2 separate regions of the Mus musculus genome follow, and region 1 is linked to region 2. A link is a contact called in public ChIA-PET data. All regions are on one chromosome and are shown on one strand. The core of a region is the stretch at or near the end of the contact, and the rest is flanking DNA. Distances in the headings are between cores, read along the strand shown.

What was found. ChIA-PET counts read pairs in DNA pulled down with a chosen protein or histone mark.
Region 1: an RNA polymerase II ChIA-PET map of memory CD8 T cells shows a contact between it and region 2, with 148 read pairs. The contact joins the enhancer-like site here to the promoter of Ccdc74a in region 2. A contact is called at or near these places in 1 of 39 promoter capture datasets (cranial neural crest), 7 of 484 Hi-C or Micro-C datasets (conventional type 1 dendritic cells, cortical neurons, embryonic fibroblasts and 4 more), 6 of 115 datasets of contacts at active chromatin or transcription factors (astrocytes, bone marrow-derived dendritic cells, embryonic stem cells and 1 more) and 4 of 9 other capture datasets (adipose tissue, embryonic stem cells, liver and 1 more).

What each region holds. Positions count from the first base shown.
Region 1 is chr16:17,693,630-17,696,329 of GRCm38.p6, forward strand. The region is part of intron 2 of Med15 (mediator complex subunit 15); the gene reads right to left. Among named protein-coding and RNA genes, the nearest start is that of Med15, 28 kb to the right of the region's middle. Within about 2 kb of position 1,297, at least 14 of the 459 cell types and tissues checked have an H3K27ac peak or open chromatin away from gene starts, as enhancers often do. A contact at or near this core is called in memory CD8 T cells, where this site is marked.
Region 2 is chr16:17,645,119-17,647,818 of GRCm38.p6, forward strand. Ccdc74a (coiled-coil domain containing 74A) reads left to right here and starts at 1,352. Exons shown (of 8, transcript NM_001166164.1): 1 at 1,352-1,665; 2 at 2,490-2,534. The coding sequence starts at 1,407.

The DNA of each region.
Region 1 (2,700 bases), core at 47-2,546, 48 kb after region 2:
TTTAAGCCATTAAGTTTTAGACTGGTATAAGCAAGCTGAACCAACAAAATTTACATTTTGGAAATAAATGATTCAAGTCAGGTTTTTGTTGTTGTCATCTGGTCCTGTCTATCTGTCCCCACCCCCACCTCGCAGCCCCAGCACATACAGCGTCTCATTATGTATGTAGCTCCAGCTGTCTTAGAACTCACTATGTAGTCCAAATGGGCCCCAAACTCACAGAAACCCAGCTGCCTCTGCCTCCAAGTGCTAAGATTAAAGGTGTGCACCATTACACCCGACTTCAATTACGTCTTTACCAAAATTCCTTTCACTGTAGTGTATGACTTTAATCCCAGCACTCAGGAGACAAGCAAACAAATTTCTGGAAGTTTGAGGTCAGCTTGCTCTAGCAAGTTCCAAGACAATGAGGGGTATATGAGAAACCATATTTCAAAAATAAAAGAAAGGTCATAATAGGGCTGTGGATATACCTCAGTGATAAAGTACTTTGCCCAAGTACCTGGCAAGAGCAGTAACCTCCCTCCCTCCCCCTCCCCCTCCCCCACCACCACCATAGACCTCAACAATAAAATATTCCATCTCTGAGATATTTGCAAATTAAATGATCTAGGTATCCAAATATATAAAAAACTACTAGGGCTGGCAAGATGGCTCAGTGGGTAAGAGCACTGACTGCTCTTCTGAAGATCCTGAGTTCAAATCCCAGCAACCACATGGTGGTTCACAACCACCCATAATGAGATCTGACACCCTCTTCTGGTGTGTCTGGAGCAAGTGGGTCCAACCAGAGCAAGCAGAGGTCCTAAAAATTCAATCCCCAACAACCACATGAAGGCTCACAACCATCTGTTCAGTTACAGTGTACCCATATACATAAAATAAATAACTAAATAAATCTTTAAAAAAAAAACTACTAAAAAGATCAACAAGTCAATTAAAAGAAGACCAAAAGATAAACATGGACATTTTTCCACAGAATGTTTACAGATGGCTCAAAAGCACTACAGAGACGTGTGACATCATCACTACGAAGACAAACAGCAATCAGAAGCACTGGTGACCACTTCTCACACACGGACATAGCAAAGACATTGGTGATTGTTGGGGGCAACAGAGCCTTATGTGGCTGGTAGATGACACACAGCTTAGAGGACAAACCTACTCAATCTTGGGACTGGCCTCTATCTTTAAAAAAAAAAAAAGAAGAGCCTGAGAACTTGACCTGCAGCTGAACCCAAGCTGCACCCAAGTACCAGGAAGAACCCCATGGCTTGTCCTTGCCCCATACCCCAGAGTTACCCCCTAGCTACTTCCTAGCAACAGCCAATCAAGATTACTCTGATTGTCTGAGATGTCCTTTCAGACCTTTTGTGATTGTTTGTGGTTTTGCTTCAGAGCACCCACAGTAGTCATTACAGTAGTCTTACAGCAGTCATTCAACTAGATGCTTGCCGGGCTAAAATCCCCTCTTAGCTCACCATTTCCTATAAAACCTTGTCCCACTGAGGGCTCGGGGCTGCACTCGACCATCCTGCTGTGTCAGGGTTGGTGGTGAGTGAGCCAAGCTTGAATAAAAGAGACCCTAGTTAGACTGCATCAGTATCAGCTCCTTTGTGGTCTTTTGGGGCTTGTGAACTGGCACAACACAGCTACTCGAGAAAACAGTTTAGAAACGTGAGCCCCAAGTATGTACAGAGTTTTTGTTTTCCTAAGAGAAATGAAAGAAGTCTTCAAATCAACAGACAAACAAACAAACAAACAAAAAACTAGTAGACAACCCTATAGGTGGAACAACATTATGAACTAACCAGTACCCCGGAGCTCTTGACTCTAGCTGCATATGTATCAAAAGATGGCCTAATCGGCCATCACTGGAAAGAGAGGCCCATTGGACACGCAAACTTTGTATGCCCCAGTACAGGGGAACGCCAGGGCCAAAAAGGGGGAGTGGGTGGGTAGGGGAGTGGGGGTGGGTGGGTATGGGGGACTTTTGGTATAGCATTGGAAATGTAAATGAGCTAAATACCTAATAAAAAATGGAAAAAAAAAAAACTAGTAGATGAAGCTGGGTGGTGGTAGCACATTCCTTTAATCCCAGCACTCAGGAGGCAGAGGCAGGCAGATCTCCGAATTTGAGGACAGCCTGGTCTACAGAATGAGTTCCAGAACAACCTGGGCTACACAGAGAAATCCTGTCTCAAGACAAAAACAACAACACCCCCTAGTACATGAGTATTTAAAATAAGTCATTTTTCATGATAGCTCTAAAATGAAAACCACTCAAATGAAGTCTGATTCATCAATATACAGAAAATGATACAGCCATCCAAGATGAAATATGACTCAACAAAGAGAGAGATCAGGGATGGTCACAGCGGCACATGCCTTTTTAATATAGAAGTAGGTGATCTCTGTTGAGGCCAGTCTAGTCTAGTCTACACCATGAAATCTTGGCTTGAAAAGAAGAAAAAAGAATCAGGTATGCACTACAACATGGTCAATGTATGAACCCTGATAAGATTGTGCTATGTGAAAAAAGTAAGTTACAAAAAACCCAAGTCATGCTGACTATGCTGATAAAGCAACTTCAGGTGGGAAAGCCCACTGCAATAAAGTAGGTGAGTATCTGCTGGTGGCCAGGAAATGGAGTGTGACTGCTAATGCCTACAAACTTGTGTAAAGTCTCTAACTCTACCC
Region 2 (2,700 bases), core at 102-2,601:
TAGCCTTCTCTTAGAAATTAAGTTTCCAAACCAGGCATTAATCTTAGGATTCAGAAAGGAGGCAGAGGCAGATCTCTGAGTTTGAAGTCAGCCTGGCCTATGTAGCTAAACTATGTCTCAAACAAACAAATCTACCATGTCATAAAAAGTAAGTGGCCTAGTTTTCACGTGGATAAGAGATGAGCCAGCAGTTAAGAAAGAGAGCTTCCTGCTCTTCCAGAAAACCTGAGTTTGGTTTCCAGCAGACACCCAAGGCTGCCTGTAATTCCAGCTCCGGGGCTCAATGCTCACACATGCACACCCACAGAATATACTCATACGGGTACGCATAAATGAAAAAAAAAAAAAAACTAAAGTCTAGAAAGCCAGGACTTTCTTGTTTTTGATCCTGCTGGCTGGGTTCTCTAGGTAAAGGCAAGCACTGGACTTTTGTTTTCTTGAAGACAGGTTCTCACTGTGTAGCTCTGACTGTTCCGGGAACTCACTATGGCAGACTTCGGAACTCTGGAAGATCCACCTGCCTCTGTCTCCCATTTGCTGGAATTAAAGAAGTGGGCTGGCCGGTTCTCTTGTGTTGGTTCAGACAGCTCTATTTATACACAAAGATTCAGTGAGTGTTGGAAGATTTGTGAAACTATTACTATGTATCCAAAAATGTGAGCTATTAAAATGAAAGACTAAGACCCACTTTAAAAGCCAGTGCGACGGGCGGTGGTGGCGCACGCCTTTAATCCCAGCACTGGGGAGGCAGAGGCAGGCGGATTTCTGAGTTCGAGGCCAACCTGGTCTACAAAGTGAGTTCCAGGACAGCCAGGGCTATACAGAGAAACCCTGTCTCGAAAAACAAAAACAAAAAAGCCAGTGCTTTGGCATACATCTATAATCCCGGTTTTACACAATGAATTCCAAGCTAGTTTGCACTACAGAGTGAGACCCTGGTTCAAAAGTACAAGCGGGGCTAGGGTGATGGCTCAGAAGGTATAGTGGTTTCTGCCCAAGCAGGAGAAATTCGGGTCTAAATTCGGGTCCCTAGCACCCACATGAGAAGTGGGGAGGGAAGGCGCACACCCGGGATCTTAAGCGCTGGAAGCCGGGGAAATGGGAAGATCCTGGGGTTCACGGGCCAGCCCAGCTAGTCACAAGACGAGACAGACCTCTTCTCAAAATCTATGAGGTGGGGAATGAGACCGGACGTCGAGTGCTGGTCTCCACAGGCACACGCACCGCACACAGCACTCATAAGAACTACTGTTCCGGACCAGTTCAAGAGTCTGGCGCCTTGGTTTTTGCGGAACGCGGCCGCAGGCCCCGCCCCGCGGCGCGCCCCGCCCTCTCCGGCGCGCCGGTTCCCAAGGCGACCGAGTGCCAGGCTCCAGCAGCCAGTACTGAGCGGCGGCGACGCCTTCATGAGCGGGGCCGGGCTGGCGGCCGGGGCTCGGCCCCTCAGCTCCGCGGCCCCAGGCTCCCGGGGCGCGGCCCGCCTACGCCCGCGCCCTCCCGCCGGCCTGCAGCACGCGGGGACGCAGCCGCCTCCGCTCGGGTTCAGCGAAGCACAGAAGCGGATCCTGGACCTGGAAAAGAGCCTGCAGTTCCTACAGCAGCAGCACTCGGAGACGCTAGTCAAACTCCACGAGGAGATCGAGCACCTGAAGCGGGAGAATAAGGGTGAGCCTCTGGGTGCTGGCCCAGCATTTACAACCTGAAGGTCACGGCCATCAACTCTTAACAGTCTCCGGGTGCGGGGAAGGATGCGGGAGGCTTCTCTTCGGTAGGGCCTGCCGATAGGCTCAGTCCTCCTGTGCCCACCAGCCCAAATGAACGCTGACCCTCCTGTGCACTCTGTGCAGGGCAGGGTGTAGTCCGGCTCATTATTTAAAACTGTTGCCGAAGTTAAACAGCACACAGCAAATTCCAGTAAATGGGTCACCAACTAAGCACATCCAGATTTTGGGCAGGGATTGCCAGGATGCTGCTCCACCCCACCCCCGACCCCCACCCCCAAGGCTTGGCCTACTCAGAACTTCAGGCCACCCTGTGACATAACTGCTTTTCACTGTCTACAGCTCAGCTAGGGTTCCTCTGCTTCCCCCCACTCCATGCCCTGTGCCTCGGGTTTCTCCCTCTTTCTGGTGTTGTCTTTACCTGGGCATCTTATTACATTAGGGCTCTGCTTGAGACTCACCCCATGTCTGACTGACCAGCCCCATGCCACACCCCACTTACCTTACCATTGCCAGGGGCTCCTGGAAGGCTAGCCAGCCATCCTGTCTCACTTCAGCAGCCCTGCAGCCCTGCCCCTGCCTGGCCTAGTGGATGGGCACCTTGCAGGTGTTGGGGATGACAGGGATCAGCTAGAGGCATTTCTGGTCTGAGATGCCTGAGGTAAAGGGTTGGTGGAAAAAGCTGGTGGGACCCAAAGAGCAGGCCACATTTGTGCTCCCAGTGGCTGTAGATTTTAAGTGTGATAAGGAGTATTTGTTTGCTTTCAGATCTCCACTACAAGCTAATCATGAATGAGAAGCCTCAGAAAAAAGGTAGGACTTGCAGGGAGTTATCACTCAAGCCTATCTGGCAGCAGGGAGCCCTGCATGCTAACCCAGAGGAGACCAGTTCTGGGCACTTGGACAGGTGGCCCTTTCCCCAGCCACAGCTTGCTTGTTTGCTCTCAACACCAAAGGCATGACGTGTGTGCAGTAGGGA